Linked DNA regions of Mus musculus: region 2 is linked to region 1. A link is a contact called in public promoter capture Hi-C data. All regions are on one chromosome and are shown on one strand. Each heading gives the region's core, a stretch centred on a gene start, on an enhancer-like site or on the middle of the called end of the contact. The rest is flanking DNA. Distances are from core to core; before and after follow the strand shown. Region 1 holds the start of Slc17a2 (solute carrier family 17 (sodium phosphate), member 2). Region 2 overlaps Carmil1 (capping protein regulator and myosin 1 linker 1).

Evidence for each region. Promoter capture Hi-C pulls out the DNA fragments that hold promoters and counts their contacts.
Region 2: a contact with region 1 is called in a promoter capture Hi-C map of hippocampal neurons, with 2.6 times the contacts expected there. The contact joins the enhancer-like site here to the promoter of Slc17a2 in region 1. A contact is called at or near these places in 15 of 39 promoter capture datasets (the 3T3-L1 cell line, the C10 cell line, the HPC-7 cell line and 8 more), 2 of 115 datasets of contacts at active chromatin or transcription factors (the NIH/3T3 cell line and embryonic stem cells) and 2 of 9 other capture datasets (adipose tissue and macrophages).

Annotation. Positions count from the first base shown.
Region 1 is chr13:23,801,387-23,808,687 of GRCm38.p6, reverse strand. Slc17a2 (solute carrier family 17 (sodium phosphate), member 2) reads right to left here and starts at 1,695. Exons shown (of 12, transcript NM_001377113.1): 1 at 1,337-1,695. Gm11337 (a long non-coding RNA gene) reads left to right here and starts at 4,048. Exons shown (of 3, transcript XR_873174.1): 1 at 4,048-4,149.
Region 2 is chr13:24,235,674-24,242,890 of GRCm38.p6, reverse strand. The region is part of intron 2 of Carmil1 (capping protein regulator and myosin 1 linker 1); the gene reads left to right. Among named protein-coding and RNA genes, the nearest start is that of Carmil1, 42 kb to the left of the region's middle. Within about 2 kb of position 4,205, at least 11 of the 459 cell types and tissues checked have an H3K27ac peak or open chromatin away from gene starts, as enhancers often do. A contact at or near this core is called in hippocampal neurons, where this site is marked.

The sequences.
Region 1 (7,301 bases), core at 446-2,945:
AGGGCTCATGAAATCACAAGCCATTAGAGTCACTGAAGACAGTACACTCATTGTAACTGTAAACCATCAAGACCATGGAAAATTTCAAAGACCTTCCCATTCAGGGAAGCAGACCTAGAAACACAGCTCAGGTATAGCCTCACACAGTACAGATTAAGTCGAACTTAATTTATATTTAAAAAAGGGTTGGGACAATATAGATTGTATTGGAGAAAAAGGGAACACAGACATTATGCTTAGGCATAAGGCACACGGAATAGGTTTTATTTGAGGGGAATGGTGATACAGACAGAGTTGCATAAGGGGCTTCATTCTATTCTTAGTCTAGAACTCATTACTTTATGCAATAATGTTTCTAATACTCTTTGATTTCCCCTAACAACCTGCTTATCTTGCATAATTTTGCCAGCCCAGCCTCCTGATTTAAACAAAGCAAATGTTGCATATTGTTCAAATATCAGGAGCCAGAAGTTCAGAGTCTCAATTTCCACTCTGTACAAACCATAGCAAGTTTCATAAACTCTTAGCGCCTTAATTGTTTCAGAGGAAAAGAGAGGACAATATTACTTCATGGGACTGTTTGCATGAGGAGAAGTCCGAGGTGCGCTCCTCCAAGGAGTTCTACATTGTCAAATGTCACTGCCATTAACAGCAGCAGTGACAGCCACCATGCCCCCACTCACTCCATGTTAGAACTTCTCAGATTCATGAGCAAATGCAGGCACAGAGCAAATAAAAATATTTTAATAAAATGTTCTGTTTTAAACTTCTATTTTAAAGTGTGTTCTGCCTTGGACGAGAAAGCGCTCATCTCGCCACAGACTGAAAAGAACATGAGGGTAAAAATATCCCTTGAGTGCTAGGCAACTCATTACCTCTCTACTTTTCTGAGGAACTGAGAGGTCCCTCAACCAATGTATTTATAAGTTAAATCACAGTCTAAAAAAATGTTTAAAGACCCCAAGGGGAAAATTCTTGACAGAGTTATGCCAAAAAGCCAATTGCACAGGTGTAGCTTTCTGCAATTCCGCTAGGACAAGAGAGAAACCCATCCTCACTAAATCCTGTCCTCTATGGCTACCAGTCATTACAGGCACCTACCATGGTCTCCTCTTAACTGTACAAAGGCAGAAAGCCTTCCAGAAATAGTCAGTTGTCTTGATTTTCATCTTAATCTGGCTTCTGCCAGTCTCCTCATCTTGAGAGGCAAGATCGAGTATATTGAAACTGGAAAAGACTCATTAAGCCCATTCACGAAGCTCAACCTTGTCTGTTCTGGTTCAGTGTTTCATCCAAAGCCAGTTGTACACATCTACATACCACAGCCAATACTCACCGATAGTGTGATACTCCTCCGGCTAGTGACCACGATCCACAGTGGCCCTTGACACCAGTGGCCTCGCAAACCTTAGAGTCTTGATTGGATTGTTATTTTGTAAGAAAGCCTCTTCTCCAGAGCCAGACACCATTCCCAATGGAGGTCCTCACACAGCAGTTGGTGTGTTTTTGAGTTCTCTTAACATTACTTCCTCCCTTGAAGGCATCTCTGATAGCTTCATAATTAACATCCTATTTACAAGAAGAAAAACACTTACCATCACCATTAAAGTAGTATTTAAAGCTCTAGACTAGAAAGCTACCTTGAAAAAAGGTGTTCCTGTATCTTCCTCTCTTTGCAGAGAAACGTAATGAGTCACGTGGGAACAAACACCGCCAGGTTTGACCCTGTGCTCTTGGGACAGAGAATCTGCATTTGGCGTGGCTGCTTAATTTTTAACTTCACTTTCAAGTTCTCACCGACCTAGTGAGTATCTCAACGGTGTCACTATGTTTTTCTGCTTTGAACTATGCACACAGACATTCAGTCAACAAGCCACTTCGCTGAAAGTGGAAAGAGGTGTGGAATGCAAGCAGCAGTGGGGCTCCTTAGCCTGAATCTCTGAAGTCATCCCCACCTTTGCTCCTAGAGCTTTCTTCGTCTGCAGACAAAGCACCCCGCCTGCTAGAACTGGCTTCTACATGAAGAAACAGGGTTGAAATGGGCGCAATGCCCAGAGATTGATGGGACGAATGAAATGACGTCTATCTGCTAACATCTATATGCCTGAACGAGATGGTCCTGCAGAGGGATCCAGTCAATCAGCTAGACTGCCTTCCGTCCTCTGGTGTCCACAGTGAACAGATGTGAACTGTGACTGAGAATTCCCCTGTTCCCGACCTCCATTTTCTCTGGGTCCTCCTGATGTGGTTTTGCTTGACTCCTGACTCTTGGGTTTGTTTTGTGGCTTTTAGGTTTTGGAATGTGGCTGGTGATAGATCTTTCTAGTTAGTCTCTTGGCCTTCTTAAAACAAGGTGAAGACCTGCCTTCTCTGCGTTTCAGCACCAGCTGAGCCTCTGACCCCAGTCCTATCATCATGGTCCCCCAAAGAGCCTATACTGCCCAGCTCCTTAGCCAGTCTTACTGGTCCCTACTCATTTTCTTTTTATTATTATTATTTAAAAAATCCAAACTATATTAGTTTTCTTATTTTTATTTATGTGTCTGTTTGTGTGATTGTATGGCATGCATGTGGGTACCTAAGGAGCCCCCCAAACCCTGGAACTGGAGTTACAGGTACCTGTGACTCCTCTCTTGAGAAGGTTCAGGAAACTAACCTCAGTACTCCAGAACAGAATGCCCTTTAAACCACTGAGCCATCTATTGTGTGACATTTTCTGGGGGAGACATGAACAAAAAGCTGTTCACTCAGATTGGGAACACGTGATTGGCCAAAGTAAGGATACCATCAAAATACAACATGGAAAACCCCTGAGTTTTATTTCGGTTACCTACAAGGAGTAGAGGTTAGGGGTTGCTTATAAGAGCTGCAACTCCAAAAGCCAAGCCCAGGATGGGTGACAGCGCAGAGAATTCAGAAACCTGGAGAGTACTACACAGATACCTAAGCTTCCCTGAGCCTCTTTTAGGCTGCTTAGCTTGTCTCTATATATTTATACTTAGACTGGATGGGGCCTAATGTGTCTGATAAATTTCAGGGATTTCCTGAAACCTTTGAATTGTTTAAGAAGGCTCCCTGCAGTATGTAATGTTTTACCTCTCTTGGAACATCTTGTGTCTTAAGGAACTTCCCTCAAGATGAATGTTCATCTGGCAGGACATTGCCATGCAACACCATCTCTCTAGCTCCCATAATTAGTGCTATATTAAATCAGTAACAAGCTTGGAATGTTTAAAGCAATATATGCTTATTCTTACAGTTCTAGAAGACACCAGACCAAAATGCGTTACACTGGATCAAAGTCAAAGTGTCTGATGAATTGAGTTCCCTCCAGAGGCATTCTGTGGTAGTTCACAGAAGCCTGAATAGAAGAAGACAGTAAGCTCTAAGTAAACAATAGCTTATAGAGTGAATGAATTCCTGAGTTACACACACAATGAAAAAAGTCAAAGTTTTTGGAGCTAGCTCAAACTCCTTACCATGCTGTGGTTTTTATATAACACTTTACTGATAAGCAAACTCAGTACAGGGCACACTTAGACTGTTTATATTTTGGGAGGCTTAGGTGGGACAATTATGAGTTCATTGAGCTACATAATAAATACCTAGAGATATATTTCAGTAGTAGACTGCTTTTCTAGTTTGCAGGATACCTCCAGTTTAGTCCCCAGTACTAGAAAAAAAGTTGAATATCTTACATCTGTAACATTCATAAACATCAAGAATAATAGAAAAATAGGTGAAGTCTTAAAAATGTAGGTTTTTCTAGATTGTTAACAACTGTCCCTAATTAACAGCAATACTTTTTAACTCTTTTTAATTTGGTATTTTTCCACACATGATGCTTCTTTTCTGAGAATGTCAATTTGTTTGATTTAATGCCTGGCCCACGATCTACAGAGCTCAAAGTCCACTGAGTGAGGCTGTACACAGACACACACCTAGGATGAAGGGTAATGAACTCAGGCCACACAATCTTGCACAAGGCAGTAGGAAAGAGCAAACAACACCCCCTGCCAACTCTGAAGTGTCAGAGGAAGGCTTCTCGGAGGAGGAGGAGCTGTGGCTGGTTTCATAGGCTGCATGGGAAAAAGACCATCCATGTTTCCCCATCATTGAGGATTACAGCAAAACCATCAGGGGAATTTGGTAAGCTGACTCCAAACACGATAATTCCTTTCAAGAAATCGATTGCTTTTTCCCAGTAGTAGAAATAGAATTTCCGGAATAAAAATAGAAAAACATCGTAACATTTCCTGCAACAAAAACAATAGAATTTTCAAGACTTACTTGAACAAGAACAGTATGAGTCAAGAGGAAAATACAGCAACAGATTATTAAAGGACACAAGACTGTCTACATAGAACTGTGATGGTTTGAATGATCAGTGCCCACTGTGTGATCAGAAATTTGAATGTTTGGTCTCCAGTTTGGTGGTGCTGTTTGAGGAGGTGTAGGAAGTGTAGCCTTATTGGAGAAAGTGTGTCAGCGGGGGCCTTGTCAAAGCCTTGAGTCATTCCTAGTGAGCTCTCTGTTGGGAGCTTGAGTTTGAGATGGGGGGGTCTCAGCTCTTAGTATCCAACTCCAGCTAGGTATATCTGCAACCTACTGCCATGCTGTCTCCATCATTACAGACTCTAAATCCTCAGGGGCTGTAAGAACAACAAAAAAAACCTATTCTATATTTGCTTTGGTTGTGTGTTTTATCACACTATAGAAAAGTAACCGAGACAGGAATCAAATACTGTATTCTTAGATAGAAAAACTTAATATTATAAAATATTAACTCTCTCTAGATGAGTAAAACACCAAATAGACAATTCAGTGGCTACGGAGTAAAAGAAAGAAAAACAGAAGGGCATAATAGAGCTGGGATAGCCTAATGTCCTCAAAGGAGATGGAACGAGTGGCACATGTCAGAGAGACACTGTGAGGGACTCGCCACAACGGAGGAGGAAGGAGCCATGCCTATCACGTGGACGACGTGCTTTTAAAAAGAGTGTAATACTCTGGTTTCTCTTCAGATCGTATAAATCTTTCGCCTTTTACTAAAGATGGTGTGGTGGATTTTGTTTTGTTTTGTTTGTTTGTTTAAGTCTTGTTGGCTATGTAGCTCTTGTTTTCAAAGTGGTGATCCTCTTGCCTCAGTATCTGGAGGGCTAGAATTACAAGCATGAGCCACTATGCCCAGCTAATACAATGTAGTTATAAATAAGTAAATAGAAAAGTAGAGTGTGCATGTAAAGGGTTTATTTTTTTCTAAACGCTTTCCTCCCTGAATACTGACTCTCTCTCTCTCTCTCTCTCTCTCTCTCTCTCTCTGTACATGGTTACATGGGCATATTAACTGACCACTTTTGTAACTAGTAATTTTTTTTCTTCAGTTAGAACACTAAGCAATAAAGTTGAGTATAGGGGCTGGGGAGACAGCTTAGTAGTTAGCAAGCTGCCTTAGGGCCATGGAGGCACAACTGGAAGAACACACTCAGGATAGAATCAGAGACAGAAGGGAAAGGTGAATTGAGGGTCAGAGGGCTCTGTGCACCACTGATGGGTGTGTCCACAGCGGAGAAGTGGAGCAGTTGAAAAGATAACAGCCAAATATTATGTGGAACTAAGCACACTTCTTAAATCACGAGTGAATCATGTGTCCCGGGTGGGAGACATAGGCGACTCTGGTTTCTCTTCTGTCCCATTTCACTTTGCTGTGCTGTCCCTTCATTCCTCTTTCCCTTGTCTGGACAAAGAGCTTTTTCCTTGTGTTATTTCTCTATGACAGCTTTTAGCTGTCTCTCATTATCATGGCATTCTGGTCAGAGAGCTGTTTTTTCCTTAGTGGACCTCACCTTGGGTTGTCTTTCTCTGGATATTGACATTTGGAAATTAGAAGGTTAAGAGCAGTGCTGGAGACATGAGTCTAGGGGAAGCTGAAGGAGGGTGTGCCTGAATGATCAGATACGTCACTTGTGGCTTTTCCCATGATGTGCAGGCCACGTCACAGGGATGGAAGCTCCATCCAAAGTTCTCGTGGCCTAAACTTTTAGAAACAGTCAATGCTTTCTTGCTAAAAGAATCCCACTGGAATATCTTTGTGATTGGAGATGGTTGTTTTGGTGATTTCTTAAAACCTCAGAAATTGTGGTCTATAGTTATGTCAATTCATTCCCCTCCTCTGACAGTTGGTAAACAAGTAACAAAAACTTTTCCTCACTCACAGAAAGAAATGCCGTATGAGGAGCCTCTGTAACGGCTTCTTTGCTTTGCTCTCATCCTTACTTGTGTGCAGTTGTCCTTGTTCAGATGCAAGGGTCCGGCTTAATTCTGGGACTCTCATGGCTAGTTCTCAGTCCTGCTTCGGCTTCAGTTTGAGATGTGCTCAACTGTGTCTGTAAGTCATTGTTACAGAATTAATAAGCCTTCCCACTGAGAAATCAATCACTCCAGTCACAGATTAATAAAGGAAAAAGGCTCTTTAATAATGCATGCATTGAAAAAAACAACAACAACAACAACAATAATGCATGCAACTGTTTCTGGCTAATGCAGAAAAAGGAACCAAGCTCAAACTGAAAATGTTACAGCTTATATAGACCTTGGGCTTAGACACTCCACATACGCTGTCATCCTTAAATCTCCCTGTGGTTTTGGTCCCAGGTTATACTTTGTACAATTTAAAAAGATACAGGAGACCACAAGCCTGGTACTTGGACAGAAATGAGATTTACACAACAAAGATATTGCCAGAGTAATTTCTTAACTACATCAGCCTTGCTCTTCTCTGCATAGCTGTCGCCCAGGTCCACCTTGCCCACTTGGCAGAATTATGCTTCTCCTGATAAAGCATAATTCATAAAGAACTTAGCAGTAGACCAGGACTTAATGGTTCTGTGAACTTGAGGTGTCCACTAGAGGCACTTCTTGGATATGGGGGTGGGTCTAGTGACTGCTTGTAAGTTAGGCTTTTCTCCTTTTGTTAAAGGGAATAGAACCTAAGTGCAGGCCAATCTTGATTAGCAGAAATATTTTCTCAGCAACCCTAGACTTCAGTTATGACACAAAATATTCTTTCCTGTAGTTTCTAACAGGCCTGGTTAGTATACTGCTTGTCCCAGTCACCGTGGAGGCAGTGTCCACTAGCTAAAATCTACTTTATGCGACTTAATATATTCTAAGAGAATTTATTGGTAAGTCTTTCATAGCATCAATTCTACATCAAGTTTCTACTGCATCATTCATTACGTTTGGAGCTATGTAACTACAACTCCAGTTTAAAATTCTGTGTTGCAAGTGGCTGAGGAAAA
Region 2 (7,217 bases), core at 2,956-5,455, 430 kb before region 1:
ATAATAGGAAAAGCCTCATTTAGTGAAAAAAATGCGCTTATGGGAGACTGGGCTCTTTAGAGAGGCCTTCTCTAAAACAATGGGGAACACAGACACTTTTTAAAGAGTTCTACTTTACCACAGAAGCCTCAGCTTAAGCTTGGAGTAAGCTAATTAGAGAGATTGGGAGTTGCTCTCCTTTCCTGGGCTGTCAGGCTTCTCTTGGCTCCCTTCCTGGTGGGACTTTGTATTTGCTGTTAAAAAAAAAAAAAAAAGAGTCAGTTCTACGGTTGATGTGTGGCAGTAATTTAGTGCAATAGGGCGTATTAGCGTGTGTTCCTCTAATCTATGCCCTTTGATAGTAAAAGTTATGCTAATTTCAGAGGGCTCCCTTTCCTTAAAAGGAAGAGCCTATGTATCTAGCAGAAGCTAATGAAGGGAGGATCATTGGTTTCAGAGGGGGCTGGGTGCTCTGGGAGGGGGTTGCTTTTTCATACTAATAGTCTAAATCCGGGGTTCATTAACCTCCTGAACCATGCAGACAAGTTTGATATTAATGGTTTTTGTTGTTTTCTGAAACCCATGCTGCTATTGGATTTGGGCTCTTTCGACTCTTTCGAGTTAGTCAACTTAATACAAGCAAGGGAAGGCTGACCCAGCAAAGAGTGGCCTTCTTTGGGCTCCTTTGAAAGAGTCCATATGCTTCTCTTAAGGAGTGTATGATTGCTAGATGCACAAAACTTGTGCAAAATGTTTTCCCAAGGCTCAGAAAATTGCTGCAAATTCAGAAAATGCTGAATATGATTCTGTTCTTACCTCTTTAAGAATACCTGGCCCTCTGAAGGAGACTTAGTGAAGTACCACTCACCTTGTCGTCTATCGTCAACATGTTGTGAACGTCTTAGGTTCAGGCAAGAGTCAGTTAGTGGAGCTCAGACACTCGGGGCTGGCCAGGAGCATGGGTAATCTCACTTTAAAACCCAGCATAAAAGCTAGACATAGTGGTATTGTCTGTAATCTTAGCACTTGGCTGGGTAAGGCAGGAGGATTGCTGTAAGTTTGAAGTTCATCTGAGTTACCTAAGTTCCAGGCCAGCCTGGGCTACAGATTGAGACCCAACCTTAAACCAGCTCCCCCCACCCCCCGCCCCATTCAAAGACAGAGAATAATACTGGACATGGTAGTTCACACCTGTAATCCTAGCCTGCAGGAGCATCTCAAATCAATGTCAGTCTAGGCTACATATCTGGACTGTCACCGTTACCCCAGAGAAAAACTGTAGACCATTCAGTGAATTACACTAGTTTGTCACGCTTTAAAACAAGCTGGGTAAGATAGAAAAACTTACTTTGTCTCACCATCTGGTCTGCCCAGCCCTCTGTATGGGTAAGCAACAAGTTTGGGAGGACTTCAGGGGTGGTTTCTGGTGGGTGAGAGAAGGCAGGGTTGAACAGACTCGCTACACCCACCAGTAGAAAAGACAGGGCTGGCTCCTGGAAGAGGGAGGGGCTAAAGTAAAGCAAGCAGTGTTAATAGCTAACAAGCATGTACTTCCTGTTTCCCATATGCTTGCGATCAATTCTGAATGTTTTACGTATAACTCAGTTTATGCCCTGCAACCCGGCAACATACCATTATTTCTTCTTTCTCAGAGAGGTAGCTGTGATTCTTCTCTGGGCTGTCTGGGCTGGCTGCTGGAGGGGTCTCTTTGTTACCTGGCATTCTTGGTAGCCCTGGTCCGTCACCTGGACACTGCCTCTAGCTTGCTGTGGAGTCTAGTGGGAAGGGTCTCCATTGGCTTCCAGGAATGGGAAGGACCTTAAAGATCTAGACCTTTCTGCGCTGCTCCCCCCCCCCCCCCCCCAACCTGTATTCAGCAGTTTGCCTGTTTTGTCTTTCTGGTTTTGGAGCTGAGTCTTATGTAGCTGGGGCTAACCACTGGTCTCATTAGCCTTGAACTCTTGATCTTCCTGCCTCCACCTCCCATGTGTTATAAAATAACCACAGGGTTGTGCCAAGACGCCAGGCTTTTTAAGTGAATTCGAGAAAAACCCAGAGGAATAAAAAGAACAATTGTTAGTGCCCGCACATGGCACCCAAGTGTGAAGTGTGTGTGCATTTACATGCACAGTACACACTGTTTGAGGGAACATAAGGCTGTCTCTGTGTGTGGTACACACTTTGCAATGCCTGTTCCACCATGGGAGTGAACACCACTCCACTCCCCATGTCCCTGGAGTCAACAGAATTTTTTGTGACTGCCAGAATGTGTTGCAGAGCAGTGGAGACACTTCTGAGGGAGAAGTGTGAAGTAGATGGAAAACACTCGTCAGGTCTGACCAATGAGGTAATGGAATAAAACCGAAATGGTGTGTGTCTGCAGGCCTCCCTGGGCATACAGGAGATGCCAGTGTGTGATTAACGTTCTTGGGCTGTTCCTTGCATGTTCACATAATGCCAACTTGAGATCATTGCTGGGTTGATGGACAGTCACTAAGGAAATACGTCAGCGGAAGATGTTGCACATTGATTGACATTTTCGCCTGTTCTAGCACAGGGGTGAGATTCCAGTGTGGTAAGTTGGCTGCTGGAGTATGAGAGCCACGGTGTGCCAGCACTCAGCACCCTGCTGCCTGGTACTCAGCATGCAGTACCACCACCTCGCTCGGCAAGTTATGGACTGTCTGTTCGAGTCTCTCTGGGCTCATCTTTGCAAAGCTAGCAGAAGACAGGAGGTGTAGACTCCTTCTCTAAGGCCACAGAGATTGTCTTCCATGTTGTTAGTACACAACAGAATTTCTGTACTTTTTAAAAGATGCCAACCCATTGAGCATATGCACCAGCCAGCTGTAGATGGGCATTTGAATTGTGGCCTCCTCATGGCTATTGTTACATTATTATTATTATTGTTATTATTATTGTTATTATTTTAAAGATAGGGTGATCTGTAGCTCAGGTTGACTCAGAACTCCCTCTGAACATCTGCTTTTCCTGTCTGTCTCTACCTCATGAGAGCCGAGGTTACAGTCAAGCGTCACCATGCCCAGTTTCTGTAGTGCTAAGGATTGAACATAAGACTTTGTGCTAAGTGTGTATTCTACTAAGTGAGCCACAGCCTCAGCCATGAGTAACTTTCTGATGAAGCTGGCTTAGAATTTGAAACAGGAAATGGATTCAGCTCAGAGCTGACCCTAAAGGATGTCACAGTGTCTCTGAGGAGAAAGCAGGTAAATCAACTATTATTTGGTTTCCCGTAAGAGCTATGGTGGGGATGAGTGGGGATTGGTAGGTGACCTCAACTCCGTTCTCCAAACTAGGTCTTGAAGGGACATGGGAGTATGTTAGACAGTCATGGAAGAGTCTGGGAGGGCTCTGGATCTGTAGGAAGATGGACTCCATTCTAGAATTCAAGTAGTTAGGAAGTGGAGGGAGAAGATATAGGTAGAAGACTGGGAAACAAGCAGGGGAGCGCGGAGGAACGAAGGGTTCAGGCGCATAAGCTGAAGAGAAGAGAGCTTTCCTTGACGTCTACGAGAGAGCCATGGGAGGCTTTAGAGCAGCCACTGGGGAGAGTGACAATGGTTTTGAGAGGAGTTTTGCCAAAGGGAGGGCACTACAGAGTGCTGCTGAGGATGGCTTTTGCTCTCTTTTGCTCTCTTCCTCTCTGACACTTCCTCTCATCTTTTTTGTTTCAAGGGTCCTAGGCTGGCTTTGAACTCCTGGTCCTCCTGTCTCTGCCTCCTATGTCCCACCCATCCATCAGTTATTCATCGCTTTATACAAGTTTCTGGGATGAGCAGCTGTGGAAGAGGCCTTCTCTCAGCCAGCAGAGAAGGGAACACATTGTCTCAGTTACCAGGTTCCTCTGAGCCTCATTTGAATATGCTCAGTTTGCTCTTGGATATCTATGATACCAGTTCACAGACCCTATCTGGTTGGAGGATAGCCACAGAGATATGAATATTTGCCAACATGAGGCACGAGCATTTGTTTTGTGAGAAGATTCACATGTTGCCCCGAGCTGTTCAGTCTGGAAGGATTTGTGCCATGTCATCTGCTGTGAAGGTTGATAGTTAAGTGCCTTAAAAATGTGGGGAAAGAGGACCCACTTCCAGATTCGAAGGCTCTGCTTCAGGACTGTTGCTAAGTGGTGTTCTCCCTACCACAGCTCTCATTTGCTATTGTTTTGATATGCTGGGAAGATAACTTATCTTAAAGAGACTGACTGAAATAGCCTGCCAGTTTGCATGATTACATAAGCTTGAAGTTTGCAGTAACTGTCCATATGCCTGTATTATACAGTTCATTCATTTACTTACCTACTCATGAATATAATGGAGATGTATTCAGCTACCATGTAGGCAGCAAGAGAGACAGATAGGTGACCAGATCTTAGTCTCTTTTATGTTGTTGTAATAAAACACCCAAGGTTGAGTGCTTGATAAAGGAAGAAAGGTTTATTTAGCTCAGTTTTAGAGGGTGGAAACCTCTGTGGAGGACTTCTTGGCTGGTGGTATCTTAGAGAGGGATCGGTGAGAGAGCAAAATTAGAGATTCAAGGGCCTGCTGCTGGCCCTTTTGTATAGCACTTTGTTCTGGAGAGCTAGCTAACTGGGATCCCAGAGGGAGGAGAACTATGTTCATCATTTGCAAGAACATCACCACCAGAGAACTAAGGACTACCCATTGGGTGCCGTTAGGTACACATCTTCAAGGTTCCTCATCTCCACACTGAGAATCAGGCTTCTGGCTTGCAGGGCTTAGTGGGACAGGTCACCTCAAATCTGCCCCCCCCCCCCCCCCCCCCGCAAAACCACAGCACTGGTACACACATGCTGCAGTGGTAAGGGCTAAAACCCACCCCAAAGTACATGTTTGGAATGGGATGAGGAATGTGTAGAGCAACCAGATGTATGGTACCTTGCCTGGTGTTTGACAGGAAGCTGGGCATCCACACTCAGGTCTTCATGCTTGCATGGCAAGCAGTTTACTGGGGGGACCATGCCCTCATATTCTCAGCCTTATTAATTGCTACTAATTTTTGTTTTGTGTTTGGAGACAAGATCTTAAACTCCTGATTTTACTGCTCCCACCTCCCTTGTGCTAGATAGAATTGTAAATGTGAACCATCATGCCCGGCTTGGAGTTAGCTTTTAAAATCTATTTTCGTTATTATTACTTGTATGTGTGTGTGCTCACATCAGTTTTTGTGCACCTCGCGCGTACTGGAGCCCATGGAAGCCAGAAGGAGATATCAATTGGTTCCCCTGGGACTGGAGTTACAGATGGTTGTGAGCTTCCATGAGGGTGCTGTGAACAGAAACTGGGATCTTCTGCCAGAGCAGTATAAGCTCACTCTTAACCCTCCAGCCCTTAGAGCTTAGTTTCAAATCGAGACAATAACTGGATGTGGTGGAACATGTGTATAATCCCAGCATCTGAAAGTTGGAGGCAGGAGGATCAAGAATTCAAGGTCATCTTCTACCACCAGATGAACTTGGGTCAGCCTGGGGTATATGATACTGAGAGAGAGTGGGGAGAGAAGAAAGGAGGAGGGAGGGAGAGACAGGGTATGCAAATGATTAAGAATGAGAATGAGGCATCAAGGGTCAGTGGGACAGTGCTGAGAACCAGGAACATTGGCTTTGTCTGCGGAGAATCCAGAGGGACCCAGTGATGACTGGGCCCTGGTACCGTGCAAAGCTGAGTGGGTAATGAAGCAGCAGAGGTAGCAGTGACCTTCTGAGCAGGTCAGATTAAAATTCAAGGATCACCTTGACTTTGCAGTAGGAATTTTACAATAGAAGAACCAGAGACATATTACCCCTATTTTGTATTTAGTGGTTTTTCCAGACAATAAGCTTCCATTGATTTCTCTGGCTCCCATCCAGCTGCCACTGCTGTGTGCAAGCATACACTAGATGCACATTTTGTTATCTGCAAAAGGAGAGCATATGGGCTTTCACAGCCGGTCATAGTTTCATTTATTACTCTATTTAAGATGACGTCCTAGAGAAAACAGAATGTCCTGGCAACTGGCATAACAGGCTGTCATAAACATGATCCCTGTCCACTGTGTGGTCCTCCGAGTGCTTCCTACACTTCCGGAATCTGGTGTCTTGGGATTGACAGTCAGTCACAGAGCTAATCTGGTTCTTGGCAGATTTGTATTAATGATGATAAAAAGACTTGTAACTTTTGGCCTCTTGAGTTGCTGTTTAAATGGGGTTCATATATTTTAATTGTTGTGACATTTTGTGTGATTATGAAATGCTGGGACTCAGGTGGGAGGATCTGGAGGTAGTGAGTACTCAGATATGGTTTATGCTTGATTTGGGGCCTTTTAAGTTATTTCATTTAATTGCTATTTTGGGGCAATTGAAGAAGAAACAGCTACTAAAGGTAGCTCCTGTCATCACTGCAGCCATCCTTACCGTCACCACCACCCTTGTCATTAATCAGAGATTCCTGGCCCAGCCCATACTAGTAATTTTTACAGTGTTAAGGATGGAAGCCATGGACCAGTCCCTGCCAGGCAAATGACCTACCATTAGGTTCTTTCCCAGTCTGTGATCCCAGCTCTTGGCAAGTAGAGGGTCAGGAGTTCAAGGCCAGCTTAGGCTGTGTAGTAAGGCTTTGAGGCCAACCTGGGCCATGTGAGATCTTTAACATAATGATCAAGAGATGACACACCTAGAAGTTCCTGCATCCAGCTCCTTGCCTCTGTAGGTTTCTCATCTGTGGGTGTGACCAACCATAGGTCAAAAATATGAAAACTGTATCTTTTATGACAGTGCATACACTTTTTTTCTTATCATTATCCCCAAAATACTGTAGTTTAACTAGGCCCATCTACACTATGGATTTCTATTGCGTCTCATGATGATAACGTGTGCCATTTATACCATGCTAATATTATAAGAGACCTAGAGAGGCTTTGAGGTATGTGAAGGGACAGGTTAAAATTATATGAGATGAGGGAGGGTCTTGAGATTTTGTCTCTGAATCAATCCTCTACACACCAAGCCATAACCCTTCCCTTCATGAAGACTGAGGGTAAGGAGATACTGCTGCTATGCAGACTGAGTGTGAGTGAAAACCCACGTCAGTGGGTTTCCTAGGGAACCCTGGGGGAAGCTCAATGAGAGGATTTGACATAGGCCCGGTTTCACACGTGTGCTTGCGAGAGGCCCGAGGACTAGCAGGACCATTCCAGAAAAAAACAACAGAAGAACAAAG